2 separate regions of the Pan troglodytes genome follow, and region 1 is linked to region 2. The links are chromatin contacts, called in public Hi-C maps. All regions are on one chromosome and are shown on one strand. Each heading gives the region's core, a stretch centred on a gene start, on an enhancer-like site or on the middle of the called end of the contact. The rest is flanking DNA. Distances are from core to core; before and after follow the strand shown. Region 1 has its middle 11 kb from the start of FAM3A. Region 2 holds the start of FLNA (filamin A).

Region 1 (4,545 bases), core at 972-3,471, 170 kb before region 2:
ATGACGAAAATATGTCCCTACCAAAAAAAATACAAAAATTTGCCAGGCGTGGTGGCGGGCACCTGTGGTCCCAGCTACTCAGGAGGCTGAGGCAGGACAATTGCTTGAACCCGGGAGGTGGAGGACCATCCACTGGCACCTGAACCCATCAGGCAACTGTCCCTTCAGCTCTGGGCGCCTACTTGGGTGGAGGCAGGAAGGAGGTCCCAGGTGAGGACAGCGCTGGGTCCACAATGGGAGAGAATGAGAGATCAGGTCAGGGCATTCCACTGTCACCTCAGTTGCGGGTGTCTACACTGAGACATGGACATAAGCCCGAGAAAACACGAGCTGTACCCTGAACAAGAAGGCAGTCCTCCCCAGCCCCTTGGAGCTCACAGGAGCACTGAGGCCCTTGCCTGTGAGCCCAGATCCACCCTGGCCCATTCCATAGGGTGACTCACTCAGCCTCCCTGACCCCTGCTGACCGGTTCAAGGCTGGAGCCCTGTTTTCACCCCTTCTCTGCCTGCAATGCCAAAGAATTCAGCCACAATTTGCTTTTTTTTTTTTTTTTTTTTTTTTTGAGACTGGATCTCACTCTGTTGTTGCCCAGGTTGGAGTGCAGTGACGCAATCACAACTCACTGCAGCTTCCACCTCCCAGGTTCAAGCATCCTCCTACCTCAGCCTCCTGAGTAGCTGGGTCTACAGGCGTGAGCCACCACGCTTGGCCCGCAATGTACTCTAATGTACTCTTTTTTTTTTTTTTTTTGAGATGGAGTTTTGCTCTGTCGCCCAGTCTGGACTACACTGGCGTGATCTCGGCTCACTGCAGCCTCCACCTCCTGGGTTCAAGTGATTCTCCTGCCTCAGCCTCTCAAGTAGCTGAGGCTACAGGTGTACGCCACCACGCCTGGCTAATTTTTGTATTTTTAGTAGAGACGGGGTTTCATCATGTTGGGCAGGCTGGTCTCGAACTCTTGACCTTAGGTGATCCCCCAGCCTTGGCCGCCCAAAGTGCTGGGATTACAGGCGTGAGCCACTGCACTCAGCCCCGCAATTTACCGGGTTTTTTGTTTGTTTTTGTTTTTGTTTTTTGAGACAGAGTGTGGCTCTGGCACTCAGGCTGGAGTGCAGTGGCACGATCTCTGCTCACTGCAACCTCTACCTCCCAGGTTCAAGCAATTATTCTGTCTCAGCATCCTGAGTAGCTGGGATTACAGGCGCCCGCTACCATGCCCAGCTAATTTTTATTTTTAGTAGAGATGGGGTTTCCCCATGCTGGCCAGGCTGATCTCGAACTCCCGTGATCTGCCCGCCTCAGCCTCCCAAAGTGCTGGGATTACAGGCATGGGCCACCGCACCTGGCCACAATTTACTCTCTTTTTTTTTCTTTTTTTTTTTTTTTTTTTTTGAGACAGACTCTTGCTCTTTCGCCAGGCTGGCGTGCAGGAGTGCAGTGGCGCGATCTCAGCTCACTGCAACCTCCACCACCTGGGGTCAAGTGATTCTCCTGCCTCAGCCTCCCAAGTAGCTGGGACTACAGGCACCCGCCAGCACACACAGCTAAATTTTGTATTTTTAGTAGAGATGGGGTTTCACCATGTTGGTCAGGATGGTCTCTATCTCTTGACCCCGTGATCCACCCGCCTAGGCTTCTCAAAGTGCTGGGATTACAGGCATGAGCCACCGCACCCAGCCCACAATTTACTGTTAAGTGCACTCTACCTCATGGGTCTTCAGAGGCCCTGGATTGGTGTCTCATCTCTCAAGGTTTCACCCCACGCGGGAGTGGGTAGGAGCTGGAAAGAGCCCCCCTGCCGGACCCGACACTCGCAGTGTACTCAGAGCTTCACCTCCCAGCCCAGACCTGCAAATTATTAAGCCAGAAGAGAATTTCAAACCTAGCCTGATCCCTTCACACTGAGTCCCAGGTGCCACAGCAGCACAGACCCAAATGCCTTAGCTTCTCTGCTGCCGGTGTCTGACATCACATCAATTTGCGTCCAGCAACCACTGAAGCCAGCAATGTGAGAAGCCCAGAGAGTACTTAAAACTCTCTCCAGCTCCTCTCCCTCCCTCCATCCGAACCTGGCCCACTGCCGGGTGGCTGAGCCAGAAAGGGATGGGAGTGGAGAAGGGGTCTTCAGGCTGAGCTGGGCGGGGGCGACTGTTGCATTGTCTGCTCTGCGAAGCAGAAAAGGAGAGGAGGGAGAGGCACAAATGGGGCGGGGCTGGCTTCGGGCCTTTACTTTCTAGGCTCACCACTGCCCTCTCCCTGTGAGAAGCAGTCAGAAGGGATTGGCCTTCCTGTACTGCAGGAGGAGAAGCTGAGAAACTCAGCTGTGAGACGTGATCAGACTAGTCCAGGACAACACCCAGACATACAGGCCAAAGCTGGGGTCCCTGAGAAGGCCTCTTGCCTCCTAGAGCTTCACTGCTTGCCTCCACTAGAACACTTCGAGGAAGCTTTGAGGGAACAAGAAGCAGACTGAATTCTGGCTTTCTGTAAGGACAGTGAGACTCTATGGCTGGACACAGTGTCTCACTCCTATAATCCCAGCACTTTGGGCATGTTGCTTGAGCCCAAGAGTTCCAGACCAGCAGAGCAACATGATGAAACCCTGTTTCTACAATAATACAAAAATTAGCCGGGCATGTTGGCACACGCCTGTAGTCCTAGCTATTCAGGAGACTGAGGTGGGAGGATCACTTGGGCCATGATCACACCATTGCACTCCAGCCTGGGCCACACAGCAAGACCCTGTCTCAAATATATATATAAATATATATATACACACACACACACTCAAATATATATATATACACACATACACACATATATTTGCAAGGCCAAATTTTCAGAGAAAACTAGGACCCCATGATACAAATTAACCCCCAAGTTGCCTTTGCCCACCCAGGAACTTTTCCTTGACAGCCCTATAAAGCGAAGAGGACAGAAATCAAATCTTGAGGCCCCCAACTTGCTGCCCCATCATACTGAGAGGAAACCCAGAATTGCAACTGAGCCAGGGTGCAAATTCCCAGGGTTCAAATTCCCAGGGTTCAAATTCCCCAGGGTTCAAATTCCCAGGGTTGACCATGGAACCTTAAGCCTTTCACTTGGCTTAAGGGGTCCTGGATGGGCAGTTCCCCAATGCAGATGGTTCTGCCTGTCTGACAGAACCCGGAGCAAACCCTCTCAGGAGAGACTCCTTCCTCCTACAGGTACTTTTTAAAGCATGAGGGCAAGCACATCATCAGAGATAACCGGGCGCACCAGGAAACAACATTGCAAGAGAAACAATGAGCAATAGCGACAGATCGTGAGGTCTTCAGGCGCTGGAATTGTTAGCCAGACATAAAATAACCATACTTAACCAGATCTAATGAAATAATAAGTCGTGGTGGGACAGCTGGGTGCAGTGGCTCATGCCTGTAATCCCAGCACTTTGGGAGGGATCAAGCAGACAGATTGCTTGAGCCCAGGGGTTCTAGGCCAGCCTGGGCAACATGGTGAGACCCCACGTCTACAAAAAATACAAAAACTAGCCAGGTGTGGTGGCAAGTGCCTGTAGTCCCATCTACTCAGGAAGCTGAGATGGGAGGGTCGCTTGAGGCCAGGAAGTGGAGGTTGCAGTGAGCCAAGATCAAGCCACTGCACTCCAGCCTGGGCGACATAGTGAGACCCTGTCTCAAAAAAGGTAAAATGTGAGCTTGTAAGTTTAAAACTAGATGGACTGGTTTAGTGGCAAATTACGCAACATCAAAGAGAGAATGTGAGAACCAAAAACTGGCTCAGAAGAATGTATTCAGAATACAACCCAGAAAGACAAGTTCAGGGAAGACACTAAAGACAGAGGAAGAAGCCGCAAGGAGAATGAGAAGGTGTTCCATACATTTAACTGATTTCACAGAAACAGAAGACAGCAAGTATGGCAGAAGCAAAACTTGAAGATAGAATGATGGCTGGCTGGGCATGATGGTCGCTGGCCAGACGTGGTGGCTCACACCTGTGATCCCAGCACTTTGAGAGGCCGAGGTGGCCAGATCACCTGAGGTCAGGAGTTCCAGACCAGCCTAGACAACATGGTGAAACCCCGTCTGTAATAAAAATACAAATATTAGCCAGGCATGGTGGCGCTTGCCTGTAATCCCAGCTGCGTGGGAGGCTGAAGCAGAATCACTTGAACCCGGGAGGCAGAGGTTGTAGTGAGCCTAGATTGTGCCACTGCACTCCAGCCTGGGCAAAAGAGCGAGACTCCGACTTAAAAAAAAAAATATTTCAAGTATGATGGTGAAGTGCAAACAAAAGCAAAGAATTTGCCACCAACATTTTCTCACCAAAAAGTGTGTGCCTCAAGCAGAAGAAACCCAGTACTAGATGGAACAATCTGAGATGCAAGAAGGAATAACGAGCTAAAGAGGTCAATGTGCAGCTCACCTAAGTAGACATTGGCTGTTTGTAAATACAGTTTTATGGGAACCCAGCCACACCCATTTGCTTACATGCTGTCTGTAGTGGCAGAGTTGAGTGGAGTCTTCCCTTGGTATCCACGGGGATTG
Region 2 (4,613 bases), core at 475-2,974:
TTCGGGGCTGCCTGTGGCCCCACTGGTTTTTCCCACTAGTAGTGGTGTTAGGGGGTGCAAATGGCATTTTCCAGTACTGAGGCCAACCCCTGTGTATTGTCCCCTCTCCTGACCACTTTGAGACACACCTGCACCAAGTGCGCCTGGGTGTCTGGGAGCTGGGGTGGAGGTGGGAGGGAGGGCTGGGAAGGGGGAACCCATACAGACCCCTCCCTGTACGGGCCCCATTCAAGACGGGCTTGAAGTTGTCCTTCTGGTCCCCTTGCCCCACTGGAAAGCAAGTTCCCAGGCACGGAATTCCATCAATAATTGACTCTCTCTCCACTAAGGGCCATTGAGCTGGGTTGTCTGGGTTCATTCCTTAATCTTCAGAGCTCAGGGAAACTGAGTCAGAGTGACCAGTGGTCAATTACAGCAGAAAGGGTGTCAGGAGGTGGGTGCCGTGTCTTCCAGCCCTAGCTTTTCCCTATTTAGAGGAAACAAGGAATGGGCGTGTAGAGGGTTCTTGTCCCTAGAACATAGTATCACCGCCAGATGTCGCCCAATCCCAAAGCCACCAGATCGGGCAGTCCTGGGAAGCCAAAATCCAGCTCTTTCATATTTTCCCTTATTTGGAGTAGATTCTTGGATGTTAGACACACCCCGCCCACCACACCACCCCTGGCCCTCAGACCCCAGGCCAGACCCTCCCACTGGGAGGTATAGCCCAAGCCCAGGGGCTGTTCAGCTGGGATCCCTAAGGAGCTGTTTCCAGGCCTGCGTAGCCAGGGGGCGCAGGAGGGAAGGAAGCAGCAGATTGGCAAGGTGAAAAGAGACCTGTGCTGGCAAGTCCAGGTGCGGCAGGTGAGGTCGCCCATTCCCAAGCTCCCACCTTGACGGTGCACTCGGAGCACTTACAAATGGGTCTGCCAGTGGATTTTAACCTATTTTGCCTGGCCCCAGGTGGCATGGGAATCTGGGGACATTGTTGGTTACATCCCGGCTGGCAGTGCGCATCCAACTCAGAGCCAACCTGGCATAGGGCCCAGGGCCCAACCAAGGAACCTGGCCTGGTCTCATCCTCACCATGGCCCCCATGGAGTAGAGCAGCCCCAGAACCAGCTCCCCTGTGCCCAAAGCAGCTGTCCCTGTGGACTCGAGCCAGCAAGGGACACACTGTCCCCCTCCCAGTGGGCACACTGGCTGAGAAGTGTCCTTCCAGGTGGCCACTCGCCCTGAGTCCACACAAGTTCCTGGTGTCAGGGCCCTTCTCTCTCAGGCATGCAGTGGTCCGTTCATGGGCACCCACGCTGGCACCAGTTTCCTGGCAAGTGCCCAGACACCCTCTCTCTCTCGGGGACCCCCCATGGCCTCAGGCTCCCACATTCGTGGGCACAGACATGGCTCGTGGGTCAACTAGGGAAGCTATTCTCTGGACACTCACTCCCAGATGCCAGGGGAGCCTCCATCGGCTCACGCATCCCAGCTGAACCTGGCTCGGACCTGGGCGCGAGCTGGCCCCTGCGTTCTCCGGCCTCTCTGCCCGCCTTCTCCAACCCCGCCCCCGGCCGACGAGGAGCGCGGCGACCCTACGGCGCGAAGCCGGGCCGCGGAGACCTCACCTGCTGTTCCTGAGAGCGACCGGTGACCGATGACCGCGGGGTGGCGCCCGGATCGCCTTCGCGCCCGCGCCAGGCGCCTCGGGGGTTCTGTCGGCGTCCGCTGCGCGCGACGCGCCTCCACGCGAATGGGCCGCCGCCGCCCGCCTTCTTGTTGGCCGCACCCCCGCCCCGCGCCCGCCCCGCGCCCGGCCCGGCCCGGCGAGAAAGCCTTAATTGGTAAAATTGCCCAGGAGCCCGGGACGGGTGCGTGGGGGGCGGGGGTGCGGGGGCGCGCCGTGAGCTCCAGCGACCCGCCGCCGGGCGACGCCGCCCCCCGAGATGAGCTCACCGCCGGCGAGGGCCGCCAGGCCCTGGGGGAGGGAGGGCTTCGTGGGGGAGTCGCCTCCAGCGCCCACAGGGACTGCAGGGCTCGTGTCTAGGCACAATCACAAGGATCCTGCGTGTCTGAGTCTGGGGGAGCCAAGCGCACCCCAGGTGGAAAGGCCGAGGCCCAAGGCCACCTTCTCCAAGGAGCCACCCACAGTTACAGCCCCTGGTGTCTGTCCCAAGCCGGGATTGTTTCCTGGGGTGGGGGCAACAGGTCGTTGCAGGTGTTGGCTGGGCGCCTACGTCAGGCAGGGCCCCGGGACGGGACTGCAGGGCTCCGAGCCCTGGGATGAACCTGACTGCCATGGATCAGGCGCTGCCAGGTCTGGCCTGGGGTGGGCAGCAGAAACAGGATCGCTCAGGGGGACGCGAAAGTTAAGTTTGTTTAGTATTAAGAAGATTCTGATCTTAAAGAAAACATTGGCCGGGCATGGTGGCTCATGCCTATAATCCTAGCACTGTGGGAAGCTGAGGCAGGTGGATTAATTGAGCCCAGGAGTTTGAGACCAACCTGGGCAACACAGCAAGACACTATCTCTACCAAAAATATAAAAATTAGCTGGGCGTGGTGACGTGCACCGGTAGTCTCAGCTGCTCAGGAGACAGGTGGGAGGATCGTTTAAGCCCGGGAGTTTGAGGCTGCAGTGAGCTATAATTTCACCACTACACTCCAGCCTGGGTCACACAGTGAAACCCTGTCACTAAACATAAAAAAAAAAGGCCAGGTGCGGTGGTTCATGCCTGTAATCCCAGCACTTTGGGAGGCCGAAGTGGGTGGATCACGAGGTCAGGAGTTCAAGACCAGCCTGGCCAAGATGGTGAAACCCCGTCTCTACTAAAAATATAAAAACTAGCCGGGCGCAGTGGCAGGCGCCTGTAATCCCAGCTACTCGGGAGGCTGAGGCGGGAAAATCGCGTGAACCCGGGTGGCAGAGGTTGCAGTGAGCCGAGATCACGTCACTGCACTCCAACCTGGGTGATAGAGTGAGACTCCGTCTCAAAAAAAAAAAAAAAAAAAAAGGCCGGGCGTGGTGGATCCCAGCACTTTGGGAGGCTGAGGCAGGTGGATCACGAGGTCAGGAGTTTGAGACCAGCCTGGTCAACACAGTGAAACCCGGTCTCTACTAAAAATACAAAAATTAGCTGGGCGTGGTGGCAGGCGCCTGTAATCCCAGCTACTCGGGAGGCTGAGACAGGAGAATCGCGTGAACCTGGGAGGCGGAGGTTGCAGTGAGCTGAGATTGCGCCACTGCACTCCAGCCTGGGTGATAGAGCTAGACTGTGTCTTGGAAAAAAATAATAAAGATAAAAATAAAAATACAAATAAAAAAATAACGTTAACAGCTCAGTGAACAATCATCTACTTGTCATAGACACTGAGGAATGTTTCCATGTTGATATTTTTTCCTCGTAACTCAATCATGTTGGGATTGTAAGTTATACAGCATATACTGCTTGCAAGCCATTCCATCCTTAAGGAGCAACTCAGTTTTCTTATTCTTGACTTAGAATTGGTTGCATCCCGATGTCTCCTCTGCCTGCACTTCCCAGGAAGAACCCCCTGAGGCCCTCAGATTTTCCTGCACACGCCCTTCCCAGACCCTCTGATGACTGCAAATCCCACCCTACCCTTGACGGGAAACTCTCTGAGGCTGTCCAGGTCATCACCCCCAGGGACCAGGTACTGGTGGGGGAATGTTCCATGAATTAATTGCTGTACTCAGGGCTCTTGGACAAGTCTCCCCTGATCGCAGGGTCCTGACTCTCCCTGTATAAGATGGAGGCTCTGCTGCTCAGGAGCCTGCCTGGCTTCCAGTGGTCTGGAGTGGAGCTGCACTGCAATGGGGCTGGACTTAGGCTCCAGGTACCTACAGGGTGGGTGCAGGGGGACCATCACAGTTCAGCTTCCTGGTGCCATCTGTGGTGGGACCTGATTGTGGGGCAAAGGGGTGGGACATAAAAGGCAGAGTGTCGAGGCAGGTACAGAACGGGTGGGGGGGTGCTCCTTAGGGAGAAGGCAAATCTAGAATTCCTTGACCTCATAAGGAAACAGCTTGGATCCGTATGGGGAGGGGTGGCATGGGGGAGGATGGAGCAGCACTTAGTACACAGAGGCCTCTGGGAGAGGGGCCAGGATTGCAGAAGGCTTGCAGAGGTGCTGGGGAATCTGATTTTGTCAAAACTAAAAAATCCACGAGGCAGCCTCTGAGCAGCCCAGAGTCCAAACTGCCATCTGTCCCCTCAGCTCTGAAAGATGAGGTGCAAACCCCTGCCCTACCCAAGGCTCTCCTGCTGCACACTGCCAGGCACTGTCTTCATGGACCCACACTTCCTTCCATATTGCTGGGGACAGAGTGGGGCCTTGCCAACAGTGATTCCTCTTTGTTAGGATCTTTGTGTGTAGTCAAAACAGGGCCCCATCTCCTCATTACTCCCCCAGGTGTCTACCTCTTCCCACCCCATGGGCAAACCTCCATGGATGACTGGTCTGTGACCCTCACCAGCCGGGCCAGCCATTCTGGACATGACCAGAGCCCTCCCCTCTTCTTCCCTTGTCACCAGCCCTCATCTGTGAAACTACAGATGGCATGTCACCTCTTCATGCTCCCAGTTTGGGGCCTACCCAGTGAGGGGCACACTAGTTGA

Evidence for each region. Hi-C and Micro-C count contacts between places; a contact is called where the count stands out from the background.
Region 1: a Hi-C map of stem cell-derived neural progenitor cells shows a contact between it and region 2, with 2.8 times the contacts expected there. The contact joins the enhancer-like site here to the promoter of FLNA in region 2. A contact is called at or near these places in 1 of 7 Hi-C or Micro-C datasets (stem cell-derived neural progenitor cells) and 1 of 1 datasets of contacts at active chromatin or transcription factors (stem cell-derived excitatory neurons).

What each region holds. Positions count from the first base shown.
Region 1 is chrX:151,916,972-151,921,516 of NHGRI_mPanTro3-v2.0_pri, reverse strand. No RefSeq gene overlaps it. Among named protein-coding and RNA genes, the nearest start is that of FAM3A, 11 kb to the right of the region's middle. Within about 2 kb of position 2,221, at least 11 of the 24 cell types and tissues checked have an H3K27ac peak or open chromatin away from gene starts, as enhancers often do. A contact at or near this core is called in stem cell-derived neural progenitor cells, where this site is marked.
Region 2 is chrX:151,746,317-151,750,929 of NHGRI_mPanTro3-v2.0_pri, reverse strand. It overlaps FLNA (filamin A), which reads right to left and starts at 1,724. Exons shown (of 47, transcript XM_016947662.4): 1 at 1,602-1,724. EMD (emerin) reads left to right here and starts at 1,636. Exons shown (of 7, transcript XM_016947664.4): 1 at 1,636-1,817; 2 at 3,477-4,613.